3 separate regions of the Hordeum vulgare genome follow, and regions 1 and 2 are each linked to region 3. Evidence: chromatin contacts called from public Hi-C data. All regions are on one chromosome and are shown on one strand. The core of a region is the stretch at or near the end of the contact, and the rest is flanking DNA. Distances in the headings are between cores, read along the strand shown.

Region 1 (4,516 bases), core at 301-2,800, 320 kb after region 3:
AAATTAAACATTAATTTTATTCCGCATTTGTTCAAGACTAAACCATAATTATTTTAAAACGCTTATTCACCCCCCCTCTAGGCGACATCCACGTCCTTTCAATTGGTATCAGAACCAGGTCTCTCATTATTAGGTTGAACCCCCTAGAGAGTAAGGATGTCAACTAGGAAATTAGGATTCTTTGACACTCTTAATTTCGATGGCATAAATTTTGATGTTTGGGTAATTCGCATGTTTAATCTCTTTAGGGTCATGAATTCTTTGACACTCTTTTGGGGATTTGGACACTCTTAGATATGGGTTTTTCTCCTTAAAGTATTTTCAAAATATATCTTTAAAGGATGAGAAAAACTCTTAGCTCAATGCTCAAGCTTTTAATGTGCTTTTTGATGCTCTCAGCAATGTAGTTATATTCCAACTCATGCCATTTCAGAATGCTCATGCGTTGTGGACCAAACTTCAAGATAAATATGTTGTGTCCAAGATATGTAGGGATGATTGTTCTCCCTCCACCTCCAGTCGTGTGGTCTTCTCAACTTCATCTACTTCACCTACGTGTGAATTGCCACAAGGTAATAATATGATGACTAGTGGTGATCATTGCAATGATGATAGTGGGTTTATTGTTTAATTAATGATTCCTATATTTTTAAAATGTTTTTTTCCTACATTGAACGCAAGCGCCGACTTCAATTGCAAAAACGGACACGGATGTCCGTCCGACCGACCCAAACGGACAAAATCCGGACATATCGCGCGTCTCTTTGGACCAGCCGGTTACAGTTGCTCTTATACAGTACCGTCATGGACTCTCGCGGTAGAAAAAAGATGAGATCCTATTTCTTTTGCAAACGAAGATCAGATGTCGATTTACTTCATCCAGAAAAAAAAGCCAAAACATGAAATTTGGCCGCCACGCTGGCTGTAGATGGTACTAGTACTGCAAAACAGAAGAGGACACTTGAAATACACTCAATGAGTACTCCTACGACCCGATCTCCTCACTCAATCAGCACAGACAGAAGAGCATGGCGTGCAACGGAGAGAGTGCACTGACGGCGGGCATGTGCCTCACACGTGCGGTCCCCAGGAAAGGCAGGAGGGGGGGGGGGGGGAGGGGGGGAGAACCGGTCACACGTCCCTGTCCTCGCGGTCCCACCAGCCGAGCTGTTCTCCGTAGGGCGGACGCCTTGGAGACTGGACCTCGCACCAACCAGCACCCACCCCACGATGCGGCTCTGGAACGCATCTGAACCCGACCCATAGCCCACGTGGGCCAGCCAGACCACCTGCGCAAGTAATGGCTCGCCACGCATCCCCACACCCACACCCCTACCGACATGCGGGGCCGGCCTTACCCATGCCCAGCCTGTCATCCGCGACGCACGTGAGCAGGCTGGTCTGCGTCCAGCGCTGGCCGGTGAGTGACCACCGACGAACGAGGGCCAGCGTGGCGAAATATCCCGGGGGGCAGTTCGGGCATTCCGCCTCGAGGGGGGAGATTTCAAATTTACTCAAGGTCGAGCGATCCGGGCCGTCGGGCCCGACGAGGGGGCGCGCGTGGGCCGTCGGATGCCGGCCGCCCCCCCCTCCGCCGCCTACGGCTATTTAACACCCACTGCGCTCGCGTCGCTCCTCCCCGGCCACCACACCCCCTCCTACTCCCCCCGCTCTCCCTCTCGCCGCCGACTGTTCTCGTTGCGCGAACCATCTCATACCTCGTAAGCACAGTCTTTCTTTACCTCTCCCATGCGCGCACTTTGTTCTTAGTACTTTTGATGCTGTAAATCTGGATTTGGAATGTCACGGTGATTCGAGCGATTGCTGGGTCTGATTTTTGAATTTTTTTCGGCGGCGGAAGCGTGTTTAACGCTAGGATCTGCCAGGGCTTTGCTGATGTCTGCAGCATAATGCGTTGTTGCAGTCTGTAGTTACCTCTAATCTAGGTTACACTTTGATTTGTTTCGTTTAATCGCTTCTAAGGTCTGGATCTATGGATTTCATTTCGACAGATCTGGATCTAGGCCCGGCGCAGTAGTGTGGTATATTCTCTAGTTTTGTTACAGGGTATCAGATTATCATTAGCGGTAGTATATCGTTGGGGATCCACTCGACGAAGTGCTAGTTTAGTTCATGAGTCATTGTGTGCGAGATCTGGTGGCACCCGATTGAGCTTTTACTAGTTACTAGTAGTTGATTTGTCAGTGCGTAGTGTGCGGTAGGTTAAGTGTCATTTTTGCCTTAACACTCTGGATCTAGATGGGTTCTTCGTCATCTGCCACAACTGGGATCTGAAGTACCATGTGTTGTTTGCGTAGATCTATCCTTATTGATAAGCCTCATTAGTTTGTAGATGGTCCAGTTGTGATAGCAACTTAGCAACTGCCCTCTGAGTGAATCGATTCCTCAGTTTCCCATGCTTGTTGCAATGTCTGATATTCATTTGGCCATGCGTCTGCCTTCTGTTTTCAGGGCGAAGATGAGGGAGATCCTGCACATCCAGGGTGGGCAATGTGGCAACCAGATCGGTGCCAAGTTCTGGGAGGTGGTGTGTGATGAGCATGGCATTGACCCAACTGGGCGCTACACCGGTACCTCTGACCTGCAGTTGGAGCGTGTCAATGTCTACTACAATGAGGCCTCCTGTGGTCGCTTTGTGCCCCGTGCAGTTCTTATGGACCTTGAGCCGGGTACCATGGACAGTGTCCGCACTGGGCCTTATGGGCAGATCTTCCGCCCTGACAACTTTGTCTTTGGGCAATCTGGTGCTGGTAACAACTGGGCCAAGGGCCACTACACCGAGGGTGCTGAGCTTATCGATTCTGTTTTGGATGTTGTGAGGAAGGAGGCTGAGAACTGTGACTGTCTGCAAGGTAATGAGCTCATCACTTACTTAATTATGACGGTAGCTAGAGAGAATCCTTTTTATTCCGAGAGTGTGTATGCTTATGTGGTGTCTCCTTAATATGTAATGTGCACCATATTAGTATTGTGATGGTTGTGAACTCTGGAAGAGGGCCTGCCACTTGTACCTTTGGAATATTTACATGTCCAGCACTCATTTAGATATCCATTATATCAGGGTGCAGGCTATATATCCTTTAGATTTGTTGGCCCACCAAATAAGTACCATAACTACCCTTTTATCAGTGTAAATAACTAAATATTCTTGTGAGGTAGTCTAGTGATCAAAAAGGATTGTATAATGATGCAATCCACCCATTCAAGACAGTGTTCTTATATTGTATTCTGTTCAGCAAGTCTTCAAGTGTACTGAATTGCTTTATTGTTCTGTATTTTTCCCATGTCTGTGCTTTATTTTATCATGTATTGATGATAATTAATCCTAACATGTTTATGTTATCAGGATTCCAAGTATGCCACTCCCTTGGTGGTGGTACTGGATCTGGCATGGGTACCCTGTTGATATCTAAAATCAGGGAGGAGTACCCTGACCGCATGATGCTGACGTTCTCAGTGTTCCCCTCACCAAAAGTATCTGACACTGTGGTTGAGCCATACAATGCAACTCTCTCAGTCCATCAGTTGGTTGAGAATGCTGATGAGTGCATGGTTCTTGACAACGAGGCTCTCTATGACATCTGTTTCAGGACTCTTAAGCTGACCACACCTAGCTGTAAGCCACTTTAACTTTTCATTGTCTCTAGTATTTCCCATCTGTTTTCTGGAGAACACCATGTGATATTTTCCATGTTTGCTTGTTTTGTGCAGTTGGGGACTTGAACCATCTAATCTCTGCTACCATGAGTGGAGTCACATGCTGCCTGAGGTTCCCTGGTCAGCTGAATTCCGACCTCCGGAAGCTGGCAGTGAACCTTATCCCCTTCCCTCGCCTCCACTTCTTCATGGTGGGCTTTGCTCCATTGACATCCCGTGGGTCTCAGCAGTACCGTGCCCTCACGGTCCCAGAACTCACCCAGCAAATGTGGGATGCCAAGAACATGATGTGCGCCGCCGATCCTCGCCATGGCCGTTACCTCACCGCCTCTGCCATGTTCCGTGGTAAGATGAGCACAAAGGAGGTTGATGAGCAGATGATCAACGTCCAGAACAAGAACTCGTCCTACTTCGTGGAGTGGATCCCCAACAACGTGAAGTCCAGCGTCTGTGACATCCCGCCGACAGGGCTCTCGATGGCGTCCACCTTCGTCGGCAACTCGACCTCCATCCAGGAGATGTTCCGGAGGGTGAGCGAGCAGTTCACTGCCATGTTCAGGAGGAAGGCTTTCTTGCATTGGTACACTGGCGAAGGCATGGACGAGATGGAGTTCACCGAGGCCGAGAGCAACATGAACGACCTCGTCTCAGAGTACCAGCAGTACCAGGATGCCACTGCCGACGAGGAGGGCGAGTACGAGGATGAGGATCAGGAGGCCGAGGACGACATGTAAGGAGGGGGAGGTCTGTGTGGTGCTTTGCTGGGTGGGGGTTCTAGGGGCAGAGTTTGATCTGTTTGGTGCTTTGTTATGAATCTGTTTATCATCGCAACTACCGC
Region 2 (4,652 bases), core at 1,572-4,071, 270 kb after region 3:
TCTAACACTACCCTTTCTTTCATGAAAAGAGTAAACCCTTCTTCTACATATCTTTCTACCAGCTGTAAAGCTATGATACACTCTTGGCGTACTCTTGAAAAAAAAGAGTAAACCCTAGAGCAACCATCAACTCGCTATAAGCTCATTCCGGGTATCGTAAAGAAGTTGATCACCCATACCACACACAGACCCTTTTCTAAAAAAAAAAAATACCACACACAGACACAACGTCATGGCCGGAGCTGCCGGCTGCGGAGTTTCAAGAATGGTTCATTCAAATGATATAGCAATCGGAGCTGCAGAGCCTTCCATGGCTCTCAACACACTAGTTTCTGTTCTGTATTGTTCTATAAAGTTCTTGAAACAATGGTACAACATGAGGATTTTGCTTATGCTCCATACACTCGGCTTATTAAGAAATCCACTTACGTAACAGGCATACGATCCTTAAGAATGGCGGCTTGAAGCGATGCCGTTTTTCTCCAAGCAAGCGAATGGGTATGTGTGTCATGTGTCATGTGTGTAACTGCAAAAATCACCATGTTCTTGGTTCCTTGATTTCACTTTGTGTACTGTCATACAACATAGCGATATGTGACGTATCTGCCGGCTGTCTCGCTGGGCCTGATGATCTTCACCACCTGCCCTCGCTTGAGGCCATAGTACCTCGCAATGGGATCCGTAATCTGTATTCTTGGTAGCTGTGGTTCATTGAATTCAGAAGAGAGATGGGTTACATGCCTGTTCATATTTCTAGCAAAGTACTGTAAAATGGAGAGGGTGTCATGCAGCAAGAAGTGATAGAAGCATGGATGTGTTGGCAAACAAGAAAAATTTAGTAGCTATTGTTGTATATCTCCCATAGACAAACAACATCAATTTTCTTAGAGCAAATTGTGCAAACATGTTGTTCTTAAAATTGTAGAGAATCCAGAATGGGCATCTAAAAGATTGTCATTATTTCTCTGCCCTATATTTGTTTGTGCCTAAAATGGGTCTGATACATAACTACATAACGTAGTTAATAGAACTGAAAGTAAACAAATTAAGATGAGTGAAACACACTAGACAATGGCAATGGTTGATGCTATAGAAAGTTCTGACAGCCTTTTATGTTACTAACTACTCCCTCTGTTCCTAAATACTTGTTGTTGGGGAGAACTAGTTCTTCCCAACGACAAATTTTTTGGTACCGCGCCAATGTTCATCATATTGCTATATCAGGGAATTGAATACATGATTGGCTGGCTCCACTGATGCCCCAAAGTAGTGCAACTTGCAAGTGCTAATCAAGATTTAGTAATACCTGAGTTTCCTTTAAAGTGTACCGCGCCAATAACGTCTTCTTTTCCTCGTTAGCAAGCACTTGATGCTCCGGAACAAGAACATGTTCCTTGATATTTATAAGCATTTCGGCGTCCTGTGGTTCGTTGCTTCAGTTATAAGAAGGCTAGAGTAACAAATGACAGCAAATGTGTGAGTGGAATTGGAATGCAAGATCAACCTGGAAAACCTCCAAGTGGATCTTTGGCTCCAGTTCTTGGAGGAACGATTTCGCAAATGGGGTGAGGTTCTGTTGCACAACCAATATAGCCCTTGAGACTTTCTCGGCGTTCATCATTTCAACGTACTTCTTGATGTGCTTCATCCCCACCTTCTCGTCGTTGGGGAAGAACACGTAAATCTGATTCGAAAGAGAGAGAAAATGACAAATATGTGTCTGGAGAAGTGCAGAGGGAGTGCCAAAGGTAGAATTTCACCAACATAATAGCTGAACTAGGCAGAAAATGCAGCATTGACTTGCTCTGAATTGTCCCTAGCAGTCATCACTCATCATCAGGCAGCATGGTCGAGCTACTTGATCGGCTAAATTCTTCCAATAGTTCGTAGTCATATATGTAGAATTGTAGGGGTAGGGGCTAGCTAGGTATAGTAGCAGACGGAAAGCAGCGCAGTCGAACGAAGGAGCTTGCCTAGCACAACGTGCACATCAGAGCAGAGTGCTGAGTGCTGAGTGCCTCCCAAGCTAAGCAGCCGACGCCATGAGCACCACGAACTAAGCTTGCATCGAGCACTCGATGGCAGAACAAACACCGGTGGATCCAACAGAAGAGAACAGATCGAGCAAGAGCAAGATGACGGAGCCAGGGGTTCGAATCTGACGAAGTTATCGACCGAGAGACGGATCGCGGATGACCGTCGGGCAAACAGAGAGCTGGATCCGTGGCGGACGACTAACTACTGAAGCTGAGCGGGAAGAGGAAAGCAAAAAAATGGCAGGGCTGAGCCGAGCTGACCTGGTCGTTGGGGTCGTTCTTCTTGCACTTGTTGATGAGCATGTCCTCGCGGTGGAAGGTCTCGCCGTACTTGCGCTGGAAGTCGCGGCGGGTCATGGACAGCTCGTGCTCCACCACCAGGTACCCCCGGTCGCGCAGCATGTGCATCACCGTGCGCCGGATCCGGACCAGCCGCCCCACCGTCACGTCCTCCGTCACCAGGCCCGACGCCATCACCCTCCTCCTCCTCCCCCGCTGCCGGCGGCGGCTTCGGTTTCGAGGCGGAGCTGCAGCTGCCGAGCTTGACCTGCGGAGGGCGACGACGTCGGCCCACTCTGCTTTTCTCCAAATCCAGCAAGTGGGTTGGCTGCGCGGATAGAATATTGTCACGCGCGCCTCCAAGTTGCTTCCGCGGATGACCGGTGGGGCCCCGGTAACAGCAGTGAGCAGTGCCCAATACGGGCCGACTTTACAGCGTGTGTTCTGACTGGTCGGCTCTGTAACGTTGCTAAATGGAGTATCTCCCATGAAGCAATCACTTTTTCTACTACCTTCTACCGCGATGTCACTCCCACCGTCTGCATCTACACCCCGATCTTGGCTCGCAAGCAAGAATGTTCTAAGGTCAACTTCAACGCGCGATCCCATACGGACGTCTGTTTTGTTCGAATTCTGTTTGTTTGGAACGGGTAATGGGATCGTGTCCATGTCTGTCGTGTGATGCGGTGGCCGTGTGCTCAACGCACGGATGCATCCTTCGGCCGCATCCTGTCCGTCACGGTCAATATGCCCATATATTCATATTTATCAATGTTTTAAACAGGTTTGCATGTTCATATATCAATTGTCTCTAATAAAAATAGTTTTACAACCCAATCGAAATTGTCTTGAATAAAATAGGTTTACAACCAAATCAAAATTGTCTTGAATAAAGGTAATTAACCAACACAGCTATTGGTTTTCAATGTGATCCCACACGTGCTCAACTAAGTTATTTTGAAGCTGCAAATGAGTGTGTCAATCACGGATTTCACGATGGAATTGGATAAACTGCTCAAACGTTGTCGGTTCTTTGGTGGAGGGGCTCAACATTGTTACCTTGAAAATCAAATCCTTGGTCGAAAATGAAGTCATCACGCTCGTCCTCAACGACCATGTTGTGCATGATCACACAAGCAGTCATCACCTCCCAAAGTTTTCCTTCATCCCATGTCAATGCAGGGTTTCGAACGATACCCCATCGGGATTGAAGCACACCAAAAGCAGGCTCCACATCCTTTCTAGCACTCTCTTGCATTTGGGAAAATCTCTTTCTCTTCTCTCCTTGGGGTTTGAGATTGTCTTCACAAAAGTTAACCACTGAGGATATATACCATCAGCCAGGTAGTATCCCTTGTTCTAGTGGTGGCCATTGATCTTAAAGTTGACACGTGGGGAGTGGCCTTCTGCAAGCCTAGCGAACACCGGGGAACGCTGCAGCACGTTGATATCATTGTGAGAACCGGCCATGCCGAAGAAAGAGTGACATATCCAAAGATCGTGCGAAGCCACCGCTTCTAATATGACAGTGCATGCTTTCACATGCCCCTTATACTAGCCCTGCCAAGCAAGTGGGCAGTTCTTCCACTCCCAGTGCATACAATCTATGCTGCAAGCATGCCTGGAAAGCCTCTATCGGCGTTGATCGCCAACAGCTTTTCTGTGTCAGCGATATTTGGCTGCCTCAAGTACTCGAGGCCAAACACCACTACCACGGCCTTGCAGAAGTTGTACATTGACAGCGGACATGTGGACTCACTCATGCGCGCGTACTCATCCACAAGATCGCCTGGAATCCCATATGCAAGCATGTGAATGACGATGGTGCATTGCTGATAAGAGGAGAATCCAAGCTTGCCAAGGGCATCCATTTTGCACTCAAAGAATGTGTCATGCTGAACAACTCCCTCACGGATCCGATTGAACACATGCCTTGACATACGAAAACGACGATGGAATTTCTTCGGTTTGAAGAGTGCGGTATTCTCAAAATAATAAGCATAGAGCAAGGCGTGGCCTCTCTCTCGCGCGCGCGGTTCAGGTTGGGCGCGCGGCCAGGCACTCACCCTGTACCGAGGCCGCCGCCTTTGAATGTGGTCATGAACGACCAGTGCAGCCACCACAAATTCTTCGTCATCCGAGGACGAATCATCCGATGAACAAATGAAGTGGTTGAACAAAAAATGCATCTCCATTGTCCATACCTTTGTGGGCAAAGTGTCAAACACCTTACGGATGTGATGGTGAAGAGGCCGTGAATCACCTCGACACGGCGGGGGCGGATGGCGGCCGACTACAGGTCGCTCTGTAGCACCCCCGACGGAAGATGGTGTTGCC
Region 3 (4,153 bases), core at 804-3,303:
AGAACATCTCTGAGCTTCTTCAGAAGAACCTGCCTGTCCAGTGAAGCTGCTTCTCGCCGCTTAGCCTGAAACATGAAGCAACAACTTTAAAATAGTCATTGCAAGGAAGTTACTAAGACTACAATGTGATATTTATCCTATCTAGCAAGGCACGATGTCAATAGTACAGTGCAGCCCCATGGAACCCATATACTTATCCATTTGAAGCGAATTTATATGCTCCTTTGAGAAGGAAGAATCTTCGGGAAAGAGAGGTAAGCTATAAATGAAGTATGACTATGAGTTCAACAATGATTGAACCAATTAATGTGAGCTCCGGAGACACGATCTGGGGGCGCTGACACTGTTAGGGCTTAGGGGAGTGTGATAACAACTCCATAATATGGTCAATGACAGATAAGTTATCGGGTATAATTCTTATAAGGAAATATTTTTATATGTATCCAGGTGACACGCCACATCATTCTTTATATAGAAAGCACGATGAATTATAACCAGGAAACCACGCTAATTACAACAACTTCCATATATGTGTCATTGGAGCTCCTGATATACTCACATTGTTGATAAAAGTCAGAACAAGATAAAATGCTTGGACTGATTAGCATACCTGATCAGACAACTTGGAGGCACCAGACAGACCCTTTTCAAACTTCTCCCTGAGATCACGCACTGATAGCCGCTTTCGCTGCTCTAGCAGTTGTGTTGTTTCTTTCGCAACAATCTCCTTCAAAGGCACAACCTCGTGCGTCTCCTCTGGGTCAATGATTTGGTTGTTTGGCCCAATCCTGTAGTCTGGAAAGTGGCCCTTAGGGAAGTTAACATCGGATGATACCATGTCAAGTGCATCTTTCTGCATGCCTTCTCCGGAGTCATGGATGACCCTTGTCATCTGCGGTACTCTGATATGGGACAGAGCAAGAATATAAATTTACAGTGGTAAACCACATAAAGTTGTGATGCAAGTAGAACATATGAAGGTGGTAACTGATGATATATTGGCCATGTCTCATGGTGCAAACAACTTGCTGGGGTACCTTATATGCTTCAAACTGATGGTTATTTTTCATTCGCATAGCTAAGAATTGTTGAAACGCATCACAACAACTTAACCAGGAAGCAAATTCGACCCAACCAAGTACCCAGCTCAACCAACCTAGCTAAATCGGCATCATCCAGTGAGTTCAAGAGCTAAGAAGCAAGATCAAAGCAAAGAAAAGGAGCAGGCTAAGCTTTACAATTAGAGGTGCTATGGATAAATAGGTCAGTTGAGGGACATGAATTCTGGAACAAGACAAAGCGACAGCCTTTGGGCTAGAAATTGCTAATCGATGCAAACATAGTACTCCTAGATTCAAGGTAAGCCATGACAACACCCGTGCTGATTTGTGTGGAAGAATGCAAATTTCTGACCAGCAGCAGCTGATAATAGGAGACAGCCTCTTAAAAACGTGACTGGGTATGTTGTGTAACGAACTGACAATACAGCCCAACCAACCAACCAACCAACTGAAAAACACAGTGGCTGAGGCTTGGAAGGAACAAATTTTAGGATAGGAAGACAAGTAGTCTAACTTTTGCCGCTACCAAATCGAAACCTGCGAATCCCCCGGGATGAAGTGACACGGCGCCGGCTGGGACCCCTCACCTCATGCGCGCGCGGCTCCCAGGATCGCCCGAGAGCCTGGCTCCCCCACGCAACCACGCCGCCGCCGTCCAACGAACACGAGCTGGAAGCCTCCGGAGCACGCAACTGGCAGCGGCCAGATGGCGGAAGGACCAATTCAGCTAGGGTTTTAACCCCCTTGTGGCTTGAGAAAAAGGAGCTGGATGGATCGAGGCTGTTGGTTTCGATCCCGTGGAGGTGGGATCCTTTTTGGGCGGTGGCGAGTTCGAAATTTGGTTGCGGGATTCGGGTGAGGATGACGCCGACGGGCGGGCAGACGGAGGAAAAGAAAACGACGCGAGGAAGGAAGGGGAAAGGTGGAAGAGTACGGCGTGCTGGTGACGGAAGCAAAGCGGCAGAGGAGGGAGGAGACGGGGAGAGAGAAAGGGGAGCTTAGTTTTAGTCTGGGAATGGGATGGGATGGGATGGGAATCGTCATTACCGCCATTCAACGACGGATTAGATGTGGGCCCGCCCTTTTAAAAACGGGCAGGACAGGGGGCAATTGATGGTACGTACTGTATTTGCTTGCTTTGCCTCAAAAGAAAAATATACTAATTGGTTGCTGCACCAGCGGTCCCGCGGTCAAAAGAAAGGATGGACTCGCACTGTCACTCGACGACCATTTTATACTCGGATTCAAATAGTAGCACTACATGAGCACGGAAATGCATTTCGGATATGCTCCCGGGGAAAAAAAAGTTTGAAATGAGAAAAAAATCAAGAATAAATTTATTTGTGTACTTAGTTACATTTACATGATATATGTAAATTTTAAAACATAAAGGTTAAACATTTTGGCTTGTGCAAAAAAACAAATTGAACCCCAAAAGTCACCCCAAATTTGTTTTTTTCCGACGAAACACCGCTGCTTCTTATTGTACGAAAATTGTCAAGAATGCTTGCGATACTAATACAATCATCTATAAAAAAATTCAGATTTTTTCATAAACATTTACTATTGTTTTTTTACGTTACTGTCCATCCGGGTGCATATGCACCTCGGAGCCAAAACACCTCCCCTACATGAGCATCTCTATCAAACCTTTTAAAATCGTAAACTATAAAACTGGGCTCATTTTAGCTATGACCAAACAAATGTCGTAAAATAAACTATAAAACTCAGATAAAGATCCTTTCTTCAATTCGGACGTCGACGCCCCTTCCCGAGCCGGCCGCGCCGGCCACGCTTGCCGCGCCCAAACCCGTCGCCCGTCGGCCACACCCCGTTCTTGCCTGTCGCGCCCCATCACCACGTCGGGCGCGCCCAGCCTCGTCGGCCATGCCCCGTCACCCCACCGGCAACGCCCTGCTTCATTGCCAACCGCGCCGACCAAAGACATGCCCCTTTATCGATCGTGTTGGGAGGATTTCGGCAGCGAGGCTGAGGTCATGGGAGGCCACGATGAGGTCGAGCTCGTCCAATTCGAACTGACGGCGATCGATTCCGACGTCCAGCGACCTTTTTCGGTGTGCGGTAATGAGCTTTGGCAGGTTTAGGACGGATTCTGACAAACTCTGCGGCAACATGTTTGCTCCGACGAGGTTTGACCAGTATATAGGGGGCCCTCGATTCGGCCTTCCAACCTTCAAATATAATGGTTTCGGGTGTGGATTTTCGGTGTCCCTTAAAGTTTCTACGGTTTGGACTATTTTTATGGTTTCTGTTCTGGAAACATTTTTCAATCAAAACTGTAAAACGTAAAAAAATGGGTTTGACCACTTACGGGGTCTCCTAGAGTTGCTCTTACAACCGGACCCCTCATATCCGTCTCAATCACGTGAACAGGTCGTTCGGTGAGTGATCGATCACAAAATCGTGATTCAATCAGACCTCTCAAACCTGCCTCAAATGTCCGGGCTTACCGGCACCCTCATATCCATTCCAAATCTAGGGCGGCCCGGTCATGCTCGGGCGCGTCCACTACGCGTCCTAGATGACGGTCCTAGCCCATCATCGACCCACCACTGTCCCACAAACCCCCCACTCTGGGTGCCTCGCTTCGAACCCTAGCTCACTCTCTCTCACCTCGTCCACTCCTCTCCCTCTCTGATTTTGATCCCATCCACTACAATGTCGAGCTCCGTGAGCCGCTTCGACATTGACGTCGACTCTGACGAGGAGCTCACCCTCCACATCGCCTTGGAGCAGCCCAAGGTGGACATTGGCGGCAGCTCCGGACATAGAGTGTCGTCGCAGCTCCCGCGCCGACACAGAACGGACGCCCGAACTAGACCCTCCTCGCCAGGACTGCGCAGTCCGCACCGGCCCGCGCCATCTTCTTCCCTCGTTTGGGCAGCGATGGGTGCTAGTGTCCGCGCTGTCGGCCCGTATGCGCACTTCGGAATCGGAGGCGTGTGTCGCCCGCCGTGAGAGGTAGCGGACAAGGAAGAGGGAAGCGACGAAGGAGTCCGCGCGCCGCCGCCGCGGAATGCCGGTGGAGCCCGACGAGGACGGACGCCTCTTAGCCTAGGTGCGCCGCCGGT

The links. A called contact is a pair of places that touch in the nucleus more often than the background predicts.
Region 1: a Hi-C map of seedling shows a contact between it and region 3, with 4 times the contacts expected there. The contact joins the promoter of LOC123444643 here to the promoter of LOC123444641 in region 3. A contact is called at or near these places in 4 of 6 Hi-C or Micro-C datasets (leaf and seedling) and 1 of 1 datasets of contacts at active chromatin or transcription factors (embryo).
Region 2: a contact with region 3 is called in a Hi-C map of leaf, with 5 times the contacts expected there. The contact joins the promoter of LOC123444642 here to the promoter of LOC123444641 in region 3. A contact is called at or near these places in 2 of 6 Hi-C or Micro-C datasets (leaf and seedling).

Annotation. Positions count from the first base shown.
Region 1 is chr3H:520,489,850-520,494,365 of MorexV3_pseudomolecules_assembly, forward strand. It overlaps LOC123444643 (tubulin beta chain), which reads left to right and starts at 1,551. Exons shown (of 4, transcript XM_045121431.1): 1 at 1,551-1,721; 2 at 2,473-2,873; 3 at 3,368-3,637; 4 at 3,733-4,516. The coding sequence starts at 1,573. The coding sequence ends at 4,412.
Region 2 is chr3H:520,442,387-520,447,038 of MorexV3_pseudomolecules_assembly, forward strand. It overlaps LOC123444642 (DNA-directed RNA polymerases II and IV subunit 5A-like), which reads right to left and starts at 2,822. Exons shown (of 4, transcript XM_045121429.1): 1 at 2,298-2,822; 2 at 1,505-1,684; 3 at 1,307-1,420; 4 at 258-701. The coding sequence starts at 2,804. The coding sequence ends at 576.
Region 3 is chr3H:520,171,396-520,175,548 of MorexV3_pseudomolecules_assembly, forward strand. LOC123444641 (stomatal closure-related actin-binding protein 1) reads right to left here and starts at 2,054. Exons shown (of 13, transcript XM_045121428.1): 1 at 1,649-2,054; 2 at 611-902; 3 at 1-65. The coding sequence starts at 1,653.